Regions from separate parts of the Rattus norvegicus genome. Here region 2 is linked to region 1. The links are chromatin contacts, called in public Hi-C maps. All regions are on one chromosome and are shown on one strand. The core of a region is the stretch at or near the end of the contact, and the rest is flanking DNA. Distances in the headings are between cores, read along the strand shown.

The links. Hi-C and Micro-C count contacts between places; a contact is called where the count stands out from the background.
Region 2: a contact with region 1 is called in a Hi-C map of liver, with 7 times the contacts expected there. The contact joins the promoter of Plppr2 here to the enhancer-like site in region 1. A contact is called at or near these places in 3 of 12 Hi-C or Micro-C datasets (the A7r5 cell line, hepatocytes and liver).

The regions. Positions count from the first base shown.
Region 1 is chr8:28,704,453-28,709,910 of GRCr8, reverse strand. No RefSeq gene overlaps it. Among named protein-coding and RNA genes, the nearest start is that of Rab3d, 18 kb to the left of the region's middle. Within about 2 kb of position 2,955, at least 60 of the 93 cell types and tissues checked have an H3K27ac peak or open chromatin away from gene starts, as enhancers often do. A contact at or near this core is called in the A7r5 cell line, hepatocytes and liver, where this site is marked.
Region 2 is chr8:28,739,060-28,744,624 of GRCr8, reverse strand. It overlaps Plppr2 (phospholipid phosphatase related 2), which reads right to left and starts at 1,474. Exons shown (of 10, transcript NM_001005881.4): 1 at 1,081-1,474. Ccdc159 (coiled-coil domain containing 159) reads right to left here. Exons shown (of 13, transcript NM_001371565.1): 7 at 4,945-5,137; 8 at 4,317-4,384; 9 at 4,158-4,234; 10 at 3,692-3,813; 11 at 3,403-3,485; 12 at 2,637-2,735; 13 at 2,404-2,469. The coding sequence ends at 2,465.

The DNA of each region.
Region 1 (5,458 bases), core at 1,706-4,205:
AGATTCCCAAAGTGACCAGTTTCTTTCTTGACTAAAAGCTAGAAATGTCCTTAGACTCTCGGCAGTGTAACTGACTTCACAACCATTCGGGGCTTGAAGTCAGCACATACCGAACCACCAGCCAAAACAAAACACAGACCTAATCCCTCAAAGCCCAAAGTTCTGGAAAACTCTCTAAATGCACAAACCTTGCTTGGGGGCTTCTATAGTTCTGCTTCTGGTTAACCAAAGAATGACAGCCCAGAATAGGGTTTTCATGCTGAAAAGCTCACCCTGAAAAAGGCTCGTGAACGCACCCAATCCTGAGTACCCAGTGTAGTCACTGGCCAGGAAAGACTAGGAAAGGCTTCTGCCAGCTCAAACCCGTCCCCAAGCACCCTTCTCTGGTGAATAGCTCACGGCAACAGCTTCATCCTTCGCAGAGGCCCAAGATGCCAAATGTGTTTTGGGAGCTCTGAGCTCTAATTCCGGTTACCTCTTTAGTGAGGCAGAAACTAAAGTAGCAATTGTGTTTAAAAAAAAAAAAAGCCTTTTCAAGGGAATAGAGTCTCTGGCCTAAATGCAGACCTAACATTCCATTGGGGCAGGGTCTCATTCTTGTAGCCCTTAAAAACTTCTCTAAAATCTACAAGGGGATGGAGAGGTGGCTCTGTGGTTAAGAGCTCTGGCTGCTCTTGCAGAGGACCTGGGTTTGATTCCCAGCATCCACGTGGTGGCTCACAACCACCAGTAACTCCAGTCCCAGGGATCTGATGCTCTCTTCTGACCTCCACAGATACCAGGCACACACACACACACACACACACACACACACACACACACACACACACACACAGTGCACAGACATACATTCAGGCAAACACCTGTAAACAAAATGATTAAATAAATCTCCAAACCCAGAACACACTGGGCTTACCCAGAATCCACTGGGCTTACTCCTGGCCTTGCAGCTTTGCACTTCATTAGTTTAGGAGTGGGAGAGGCAGAGAGAGTAAACAGGAAAGTGAGAAAAGAAACCAAATCGATCTCAAGGATGAGACTGTTTGAAAAAACATGGAAGGACAGAGGGATAGGCACTCTCCTGCATGACGTCCTGCATGTGAGGGAAACCGGTTAGTCTAGAGATAGATGAGGGGCTTGGGGTTGAGGGGGCTATGTGCTGGCCTGTGGTATCTCCTTCCTCAGATTGTTTGCTCGAGGGGAGATCGGCTGTCTCAGAAGACACTTCTCTCTGAGCTGACTGATGATGGTTGAGCAAGGCCAGCTGTAACCTCACGGGAATTCTGTTTTTTTATAATCAAGGTACTCTATCACACTCTACACCCCACAAGTAGATAAATGCAAGGAGATTTAAGTTTTTACAAACAGTTGTGAGTCATGGGACAAGGTGGACAATCTGATGTCACTCAGAAATCAGTTGGATTGGATCTCCTTTTTGGTATTTCCTTCTGTAGAGTACATTCCCCCATAAAAGTGAGGGGATGTCAAAACCAAGTGAGTGCCTGGCCTGGTGTTGAACCTGGGGCAGAGTCAGGTGGATATCTGTGAGTTTGAGGACAGCCCTGGCTACACAGTAGCCTGTCTCAAACAAAACAAAACAAACAAAAAACAAAATCAAACTACAGTAACACAAACACCCTAACACAATGCAAATGATGCTGTAATAACGCCAGGCTTTTTGAAGATGCAAACCATTGTTAGTGTGCACACTGGGAGATCGGGAGATGGGGACATGGGGATACCGGGGAAACCGGGAGATCGGAAGATACGGAGAATGCCTGGTGCCTTAGTTTTGCCACAGGAGGACCAACCTCAACGGAGCTTTAAAGATGTTTAACCACAGAAGAGCATTCTGACACACCCGGAGTTAGCCACAAAGATACAACGTGTCCCCTGTCCCACAGGATCAATCTTTTAAAAGCACCCACCCTCAGGCATTCATTTCATCCTCGCAAAACCTAGACTCACGCACACTGTTACACTTAGCTGTTCCAAGTTCATATCATCGCCAAGAATGAGCACAAAATAAAAACCAAAAAAGACAAAGGGACCGATAGCGGTTTTTTGGTATTTTATTATCAATTCCTCCTCAAAGAGCAGTGAGCGCCCCATAGAAATAAAAGAAGAGACTCAACCCCCAGCAGCCAGGTGGGATTGCTACAGTTTGTTCTCTGACCTCCATACGTGTGCAGTGGCACACAGTGCCCACCTCCCCACAGATTTTACAGAATTGTTTTTATGTGTATGGGGGGGGGGTGTGCGCGCGCCCCGTGTGCTGCCAGGATCAGAAGAGAGCATCAGACCCCTGGAAACCAGGGATGGTCCCTCGTCATTGGTCTAAAGCTGGGAAGATAAGAGGCGGAGAAGAGGCTCTGTTCTCTGAAACTTTTCGCTAATACTCTGTAACTAAGCCTCCATCTGAATCAATAACTCTTGCCTGGCACTTTGCCCCGCTCAAGGACTACATTTCCCAGAATCCACACAAGGATTTCCTATCAGACTGCGCCAATAGAAGACTCTCTTCGCTAACTTCCGTTAATGGTTACAAAATGGAATCGTGGGTGGGAGATGCATGTAAGAAGGAGAAATCTTGGAACGACTGTTCCCACGCCTTGTCTTCAGCTCCGCGGTTACAGCTGTGGAAAGATGTGTTCTTCTGTTTTCTTGTGTGAGATCCGTTATTTTGTTATTTTAGGCAGTGTCGGGGTAGAAATCTCGCTTCCCGACAAACCACACCAAACTAACGGTTCCACATGTAGAAATTTAATGAGAGAAGAAGAGTAGAAAAGGGGAGAAGTAAAGGCCGGCCATGAGCACGTGGAGGGAAGGGGGAAGGGGAATGGGGAGAGAAGGAACAAAGAGGAAGAGGGCAAGCAGCCGCTTTTATAGTGTCAGGCAGACTTGGCTTTTGCCAGCTAACTGTAGGGCAGAACATGACTGACTATTGCTAGGTAGCTGTGGGGGGTGGAGCTTAGACAGAATACCAACAGGCAGGGTCTTAATATGGGTCGAGGCTGTTCTGAAATTCACAATGTAGTCCAGGTTATCCTTAGAACTCTAGAGATCAGCTTGTTTCTGCCTCCCGAGTGGGCCACTACGCCAGTCTGTAACCCAGGATGACAAACTCCTGATTCTCCTGCCTCCCCTCCGGAATCCTAGGATTACTGGAGAATTCCATCATGCCTGGCTTTTGATCACATTTTCTTTTAAAATCATTATTACTTTCTTTACTGTATGTGACCACTTGTATTTGCACATCTCGTGATATGAGTTTAGATAGAGGTCAGAGAACAACTCTGACAGTCAGTTCTTTCTACCATGTGGATCCAGGAAAATTCAGCTCATTTGACTTGCAACAAGCAAACTTGCCAGCTGAACATCTTGCTGGCCCCTCTTTTGTGTGTGTGTGCAAGCATTGGGAGTGTATGTTTAAACACGGGAATGCAGAGGTCAGACACTGGTGTTTGCCATCTTCGTTTAGTTTACACCTTTCGCTTTTAAATTATTTCATTTTTTCATTTGGGGTTGGGGACAGCAGGTAAGCCACAGCACAGATGTGGAGGTGTGAAGAGACCCTGTTGGTGCTCCGTCCCTCTTATGGGTTCTAGGTGTCCCAAATCAGCTCATTGAGCTTGTATTGCGAGCATTTTACAGGATCGGACCTTGAATTTTTTTGCTGTTGTTGTTGTTTTTATTTTTTTTGAGACAGGGTTTCTGTGTAGTCCTGGCTATTCTAGAACTCAGTATGTAGTCCGGGTTAGCCTTGAACTCAGGGACCCAGCTGCCACCACCATGTCCATGTATGTCCTTGTGCTGGAATTACAGGACTTGCCACCACAATGGGCTTAAATGAGAAATTGATTTTCAGAAGGAAAGCCTGGGCTTCTGTTTAAAAATTAGATCTAGGCATAGTGGTGGAAACCTTTAATCCCAGCACTCAGGAGGCAGAAGCAGGTGGATCTCTGTGAGTTTGAGGCCAGCCTGGCTACACAGTGAGATCCTGTCTCAAAACTAACCATGTTGGGGGATAGTATAATATTTATTACTTGATCCACGTGAGCAAGACATACCATACTTCAGTTTTTTACAAGTCTAGGTAATATGTAAAAAATTAAAAAAAAAACAGGAAAAAAAGGTTTTTGTGGCTGTTTGCCTGTGTGTATGGTTCGTGCACCTGTGGGCAGAGGCAGGGGAGTGTCTTGCTCTATCACTCTCTGCCTTAGTCACTAGAAGGGAGTTTCGATGAATCTGGAGCCGGCAGTGTCTTGAGGTCCTTGTTTGTAATCCTGCCCAGGGCTGGGACTGACAGTGTGGCCCCAGTCTTTAAGGTGGTCATCTAGGGGGTGACTAGATCTGCGAGTAGGATAATCATTTCCCTCAGGGGCTGAGTTCTGGTGGGACTTGGATGACTTACAACAAGAGCAGCTTCTCGTAAAATGAAGCTGTCCCCTGTGCCATACTTTCTAAATACATCTCTCTGCCCTCCAGTTTTCTGCCCCAACCTTAAGCAAAAAGCTCTCACCAGAAGCCAAAACAGATCCAGGGACACCTAGCTGCCAGACCCTTATCCAAAAGAAACCCCTGGCTGGGAGTAGGGACATGGTGGGTGATTCATGTCCGTCATCCCAGCTCTTGGGAAGTGGAAACAGGAGGATGAGAAGGTTCGAGGTCATCATCAACTACATAGTGAGTTGGAGGTCTTCTTGGGATACAGGAGACCCAGCCCCACGCCCCAAAAAGCAAGAGTTCTAAAGCCAGTTGTGGCAGCACACAATGAGTAATCTCAGTACCAGGGAGGCTGAGGCAGGGGGGTTTGGTCACTGATAATGGTCTACACAGTAAGCCCATATCTCAAAATCCCCATACTCCAAAACACCAACAAAAATGTCTGCACCTCATGTCTGCAGTCTCTGTACTCAGGAGGCTGGAGCAGGATTGCCTTGGGTTTGAGGCCAACCTGGGCTACATATGGGGTTCCAGGCTGGCCTAGGCTATGGACTAAGACTGTCTCAAAAAGCAAGAAAAGAAGAGCTTGAGGATGTTACTCAGTTGGGAGGTCTCTTACCTAGCATGGGTAAGACCTGGGTTCCAGCCCCAGCCCCCTGTTAGCTGGAGTGGCAGTGCATGCTGTAAGTCCAGCGCTGGGGAGGTAAAGGCAGGAGAACCGGGAGTTCAGGATCATCCTAAGATAACTAAGGAGTTGAAATTGGAAAAGGAAAAACAGTCAGGTACATGCCTTTATTCCTAACACTCAGGAGGCAAAGGCAGGTAGATCTCTTTGGGTTCAAGGTCAGTCAGAGATAAATAGTGAGAGACCCTGTCTCTCAAAAAAAGAAAAAAAGAAAGGAAGGAAGAAAGGAAGAAAGAAAGAAAGAAAGAAAGAAAGAAAGAAAGAAAGAAAGGAAGAAAGAAAGGCTGAATGGAGTTGGCACACATCTTTAATCCCAGCGCTTTGGGA
Region 2 (5,565 bases), core at 225-2,724, 36 kb before region 1:
GCAAGGCTTCCATCCCAAACACCACACACGGGGACATCTCAGAACATGACATCCCTCCATTTCACAGCAAGAGCCAAGCATACTGTGTGGGGTGCCTGTTTCATGCTGAGCAAACCAGATTTGCTCATTCACACAAATCCCCAGTACTTCTAAACACACACACACACACACACACACACACACACACACAGTTTGCATACGGCCTGTCATAGACACCCACACGGATGGAACATACTCCCTCAAACACGCAGTCAGAGAGGCACACAGAGAGACACCCCAGCCCCCCACAAATCCTTGCCCTGATACAGTCACCCCCATAGACTCAAGGCTGCTAACCACTTAGAATCACAGAGTCACTCCACACAATGAGACTCACAGAATGGGTCACAGAGTCACACCCCCAGTTACAAGGCGCTCAATGACAATCACACACATGAACACCCTCTCCACAGTCATAGGAGAGACAGCCTGCCACCCACAGCCTCAGCCACATGGTCAGGTAGGGATATATGTGACTTGCAGCACACACAAAAGGCACGTAAGAGCAGACACCTGCCAGATTGCAAAACAGTCACACAACATCAGAAGGAACACAACAGTAACTACAAAATGACAGACCACACAACTAGACACCAACACACACACACACACACACACACAACACACGGAGTACATGTTTTCTCTCTCTCTCTACACACACACACACACACACACACACACAGACATTCAAAATCAGTGGACACACCCGAACCCATCACAGCCAGACAACCACACAACCAGTTACACAACCACACACCGACAAGGGGCAGCTACACCATCATTCATCCACAGCCACCCTCGCAGCACTGTGGCCTGGCTCTTGAGGTCCCCGGTGGGGGGGGGTCCCCTTCTCCAGGTTCCCCTCCCCCAACCCCATCTAAAGCCCTAGATCACCGCCTCCCCTCCCCCTAGCTGCCCTCCCCTCCGCAATGGACCCGCAGGGAAGGGATCGGAAAGACCCACGTCCATGGTATGGTCCTGCGTGTCCAGGATGGGCAGCCCCCGGGCTAGAAAGAGGGGTCGCCCACGCTTCTCCCTCACCCTGTCTAGGCCGCCGCCGCCTGAACCCTCGCTCCCTCTAGACGGTCCCGGCGCCGCAGAACAGTCAGACAGATCGCTGGTCAGGCAGGCGGACAACGAGAAGAAGCCTGGACCGCCGGACTTGCCGCTCCGCGCAGACTCCGTGGCCGAGGCAGGGGCGGGGCCACAGGGTGCCTTATTTGCATAACCCAGTGGGGCGGGGGCAGGAGCCATCATTTGCATAACCCGTGGGGGGCGGGCCCAAGTCTCTTCTTCACCAGGTGGGCGGGGCCTTTGGGTCTCATTTGCATAACACAGAGGGGCGGGGAGTTGTGAGAATAACGGGGCAGGGCTATATGACGTTCATTTGCATAACTCAATGAGGCGGGGCAGGACGCGTTGGCAGAGATTTGAAGGGAAAAGAATGGAAATAGAGAGTAAGGACAAGGTAGGATAGGCTGAGGGAAAAGAGGAGCTCAGCCTCTTCAAAGAACACCCTCTGGCACACCTCTTCTCCATTTGGCATCCCAGATCCATTTTTGTGTTTGAGACAGGGTCTCACACAGATTAAGCTACCAGCTCAAGCTCCAGTTTTCTTTGTAGCCAAGATTAGCCTTGAACATTGGGTCCTCCTGCCTCATCTCCTTGCGTGCTGGAATTTCACACCTGTTCCACCACATCTGGTTTGAATGATGGGGTTGGAACGCAAAGCTTCCTGCATGCTAGGCAAGTATTGCCCTGATTTTGTGTTTTTAAGTTTTTTAAGTTGCATTTATTTGCTGGGCAGTGGTGGCCACACGCCTTTAATCCCAGCACTTGGGAAGCAGAGGCAGACAGATCTCTGTAAATTCAGTGCCAACCTGGTCTACCGAGAGAGTTCCAGGACAGCCAGGGCTAGAGAAACCCTGCCTTGGAAAAAAAGGTTTTAAGAACATTTATTTATTGGGGTGTGTGTCGGTGTGCATTTATAGGTTGGAGGACAACTTGCACGAGCCAGTTCTCTACCACCATGAGGGTCCCTAGGATCAAACTCAGGTCTTCAGACTTGGCAGTAAGTGCCTTTACCCAGTGAGCCATTTGGCAGGCCCACTTTGATTTTGAGACAAGGTCTTCTGTAGCTCAGGCTGGTCTCATACTTGGCTGTGTTAACTTTAAAGTGACCTTCCTTCCACCTACCTCCCTAGTGCTTGTATCACATACATGCCCAACTAATACACCCTAAATCTTGATCACTGTCCACACATCCTGAAAAGTGCCTCCTTTGAGATACCAGAGTTATCTGGGGTTGGCATGGGGAGGACCCCAGACTCTTGAACCAGCAGGTGCAAAAGTCCAGGGTGGACGAAGGTCTCAGCTAGTTTATTTTCTCTCTGGAGGGGTCTTCAGGGCAAGCAGTCCCAGCTGCTCAAGCTATGGGGAGAGAAGGTAGGTCGTGGTCTGGTTTGAACCAGGAGAACTCAGGGTTGCCAGCCAGGGACCAAATGCCCAGGTACAGTGCTAGCCTCAAGGCCTACACTGTGGGAATCACAAGTGGGCCAGATGGTAAGGGATGGAGAGGGGTTGAGTAGGGTCTGTACCGGGAGGGTAGGATCCGCTCTTGCTGAAAGGTCTCTCCCAGTCAGAATCGGAGTCCCAGGAGGGGCACTGAGAACTCTGGCACTGGTGTCCTTTCTGGCCTGTGGGAGAGACATGCCATCCTGGCCCTTCAGGTCCTCAATATGACCCTCTAGCAACTTCAGAATATGAGCTCCACATCTCTTGAGATGAAACCTCACTGATTTATCATCCAGACACACGCATCCCTTGGTTGACCCAAAGTAATACCAAATTATATCAATGATTCTCAGCACCCACAGGGTGGCTCACAAGCCTCTGACACCTTTTTCTGGCCTGAGGCACTAGGCACAGATCTATGGAAAACGCCCACAAACATAAAATAAAATACATCTAAAAAATTCCTATAGTGCCAGGAATGGTGGCTCACATCTGTAACTCCAGAATGGGGGGGTGGTGGATGTAGAGGGGATGGGAATTCAGGTCATTCTTGAATACATAGTGAGTTTAAATTAATCTGGGCTATGTGAGATTATATCTCAAAAACAGAAAGAAATTCTCACAGATCCTAAATGTGACCCCAAAGTAGCTTGCTCATGAAACACCCATGGATTTGAGGTCCTCTTTCACCCACCCCCTAATTTCTGGGGTTCTGCCTTCTTCGAAATCTCAACCAGTTCCTCAGCTTTCTAAGGTAGCCTTGGAACCCCAACCTATGTGACCCTCTTAAAGGTGGCCTCATACACGCGGGGCTGGGAGTGATCCCCCCCATTACATCCGGCTCCTCACCCCTGAGACTGGAAGCCTTTGGTCTGGTGCCCATGGACAAAGCAAGACAGTCGATGGAGCTCTGCAGACTGTGAACAGCAGACCTGTGGGGAGACAGAGAGACAGGGCCCCAAGAGATGTTGGGGTATCCGGGGTACCCCTGAATCCTCGCTAGGGCAAGGGCAGCTGTAGAAAGAATGATTCCTAGAAGTAGGAGGGATTAGAGCCAATTGAGTTCCAGACGCAGCCGGGAGAGAGGCAGGTCAGAGGAGGGTTAGGGGTCAGAGGTCACACCGGAAGCTAGCCTCACCATATGTCACTCAGCTCCTTCTGGAGGTCATCCTTCCAGCAACCACCGCTGTCTGCGGGCACCCCCTCAGCCTCTGGCCATGAAGATGAGTCACATGCCTGCTGCTTCATCTTGGTAAGAACCTGGTTCGGGAGGGGGTTTGGGGGAGCAAGTGATTAGACACGCAAGTAATGATGACCATAGGAAAAGGTAATCATGATGTAGCACATCAATTCCAGGCCGTATCGACAGTATGGAACCCTCAGGGAGCACAACTTTCCGATCCGGGAGGAATCGCAGCTATTACACCCGTTATATGGAGGGGCAAATCGAGCCCGGAGAGGCAAAGTGATTTGCCCATAGTCACACAGCATTAAGTAGCAGAGCTGGGCTTTGAATTCTGCCTCCTAGATCGAGTTCAGAGGTGGAAGCCGGAGGAAGCGCCTCTTGGCCCGCTGTCCCTCAGGCACTCGTTTTCTCAGCTCACCTTGCGGCACTTCACCTGTGTTTTCTGCATCTTCTGGATATTCAGGAGATTCTCTGAGATCTCGTCCTCCTGGTTCTCTGTTGGGGAAGAAGGCTCAGTGAACGGGGAAAGCAGGGTAGCCCCACATCCCTTCCAGGCTGTGCGCTTCCAGGAACTCACGGAGCTTCTGATAGATGAAAGTCACCTCTTCCCGCACCAGCTCCAGTTCCTCCCACAGGAACTTCTTGCTGAAGGGAGAGAGGAGCCTAAACCCAGACCCCGGGCCCATTCCCCAGGCCTCCATACCCTCCCACGCCCCCACTTCTCAGCACACCTACAGCCACAGGTTCCTCCCACCGCCCTAGCTCCTACTAGGGCATCAGGCTCTACCCACCACCTGAGGCCCAGCCCACAACCTCAAAATGGGTCCACAGCCCGAAGCTCCACCCAGTGCAAGGCTCCGCCCACAGCCCCAGGCTCCGCCCACAGCCCCACCTTTCAGTCTACTTTCTCTTTCCTGGATCTTCCCAGGGTTGTTTTCTCTTGACTTTACTCTCCAGTCTCTCGGCCTCCCTAGTCTTCTGATTCCCTGCCTCCTTCCCCATCCCACCTCCATCCCGCAGTCTCCCTAACCTTCTAGGTCCCTTAGCCTCCTCAACACCTACTCTCTAGCCATCTATATCCTCTGAGCGTCCTTTCCTGTCCCTGTGTTGTGTCCCCTAAGCCTTCCACTTCCTGCTCCATTAAGTTTCTTCAATGGTGGCCTGCTTTCTTGAAACCTCTACGCTGCCTTCCTGCCCACACCCACCTGTCCCGGATCTCCTGGGCCAACAGCTGCAGGCAGCGAGTGGTACGGGACCGTTGCAATTCCTCACCTTCCTTCAGTGTCTTCTGCAACCCCTGCAGGCCTTGAGCCAGGGCCCCATACAGCTCGTGTTGGGTCTGCTCTTTGCTCCACTTACGGCCATCCTCTCCTTGGCGACTCGTGGGGTTCAGCACTTCTGTAGAGATGGTGGGATATCCTTGGTCTTACTTGTGCGTACATGGGTCTATGTGCATGTGCATGTTCACGCATGTTCGCACAGGTGTGTGCACCGGTATACAGGCTGTGCATGAGGTAGGGAGGTAATTCCTCTCCACCTTGTCTTTTGACACGGGGTCTCTTACGGAACCCAAAGCTTGAAGGTTAGGGTAGACTGGCTAACAAGAGAGCCCAGGAGTCTTCTTGTCTCCAACTCTGAAGAACCCGGGATTAAGTGTGCCCCGCTGACCCCGGCTCCCCCCACCCCCAATCTGAGTTCTAGAGATGAAATCAGGTCCTCCTGCTTGCACGGCAAGCATCTTAATAACAAAGCTATCTCCCCAGCCCTAAAACAGTTTTAATTTTTAAAATTACTTATTTTTATTATATGTAGCTTGTGTTTGGTGG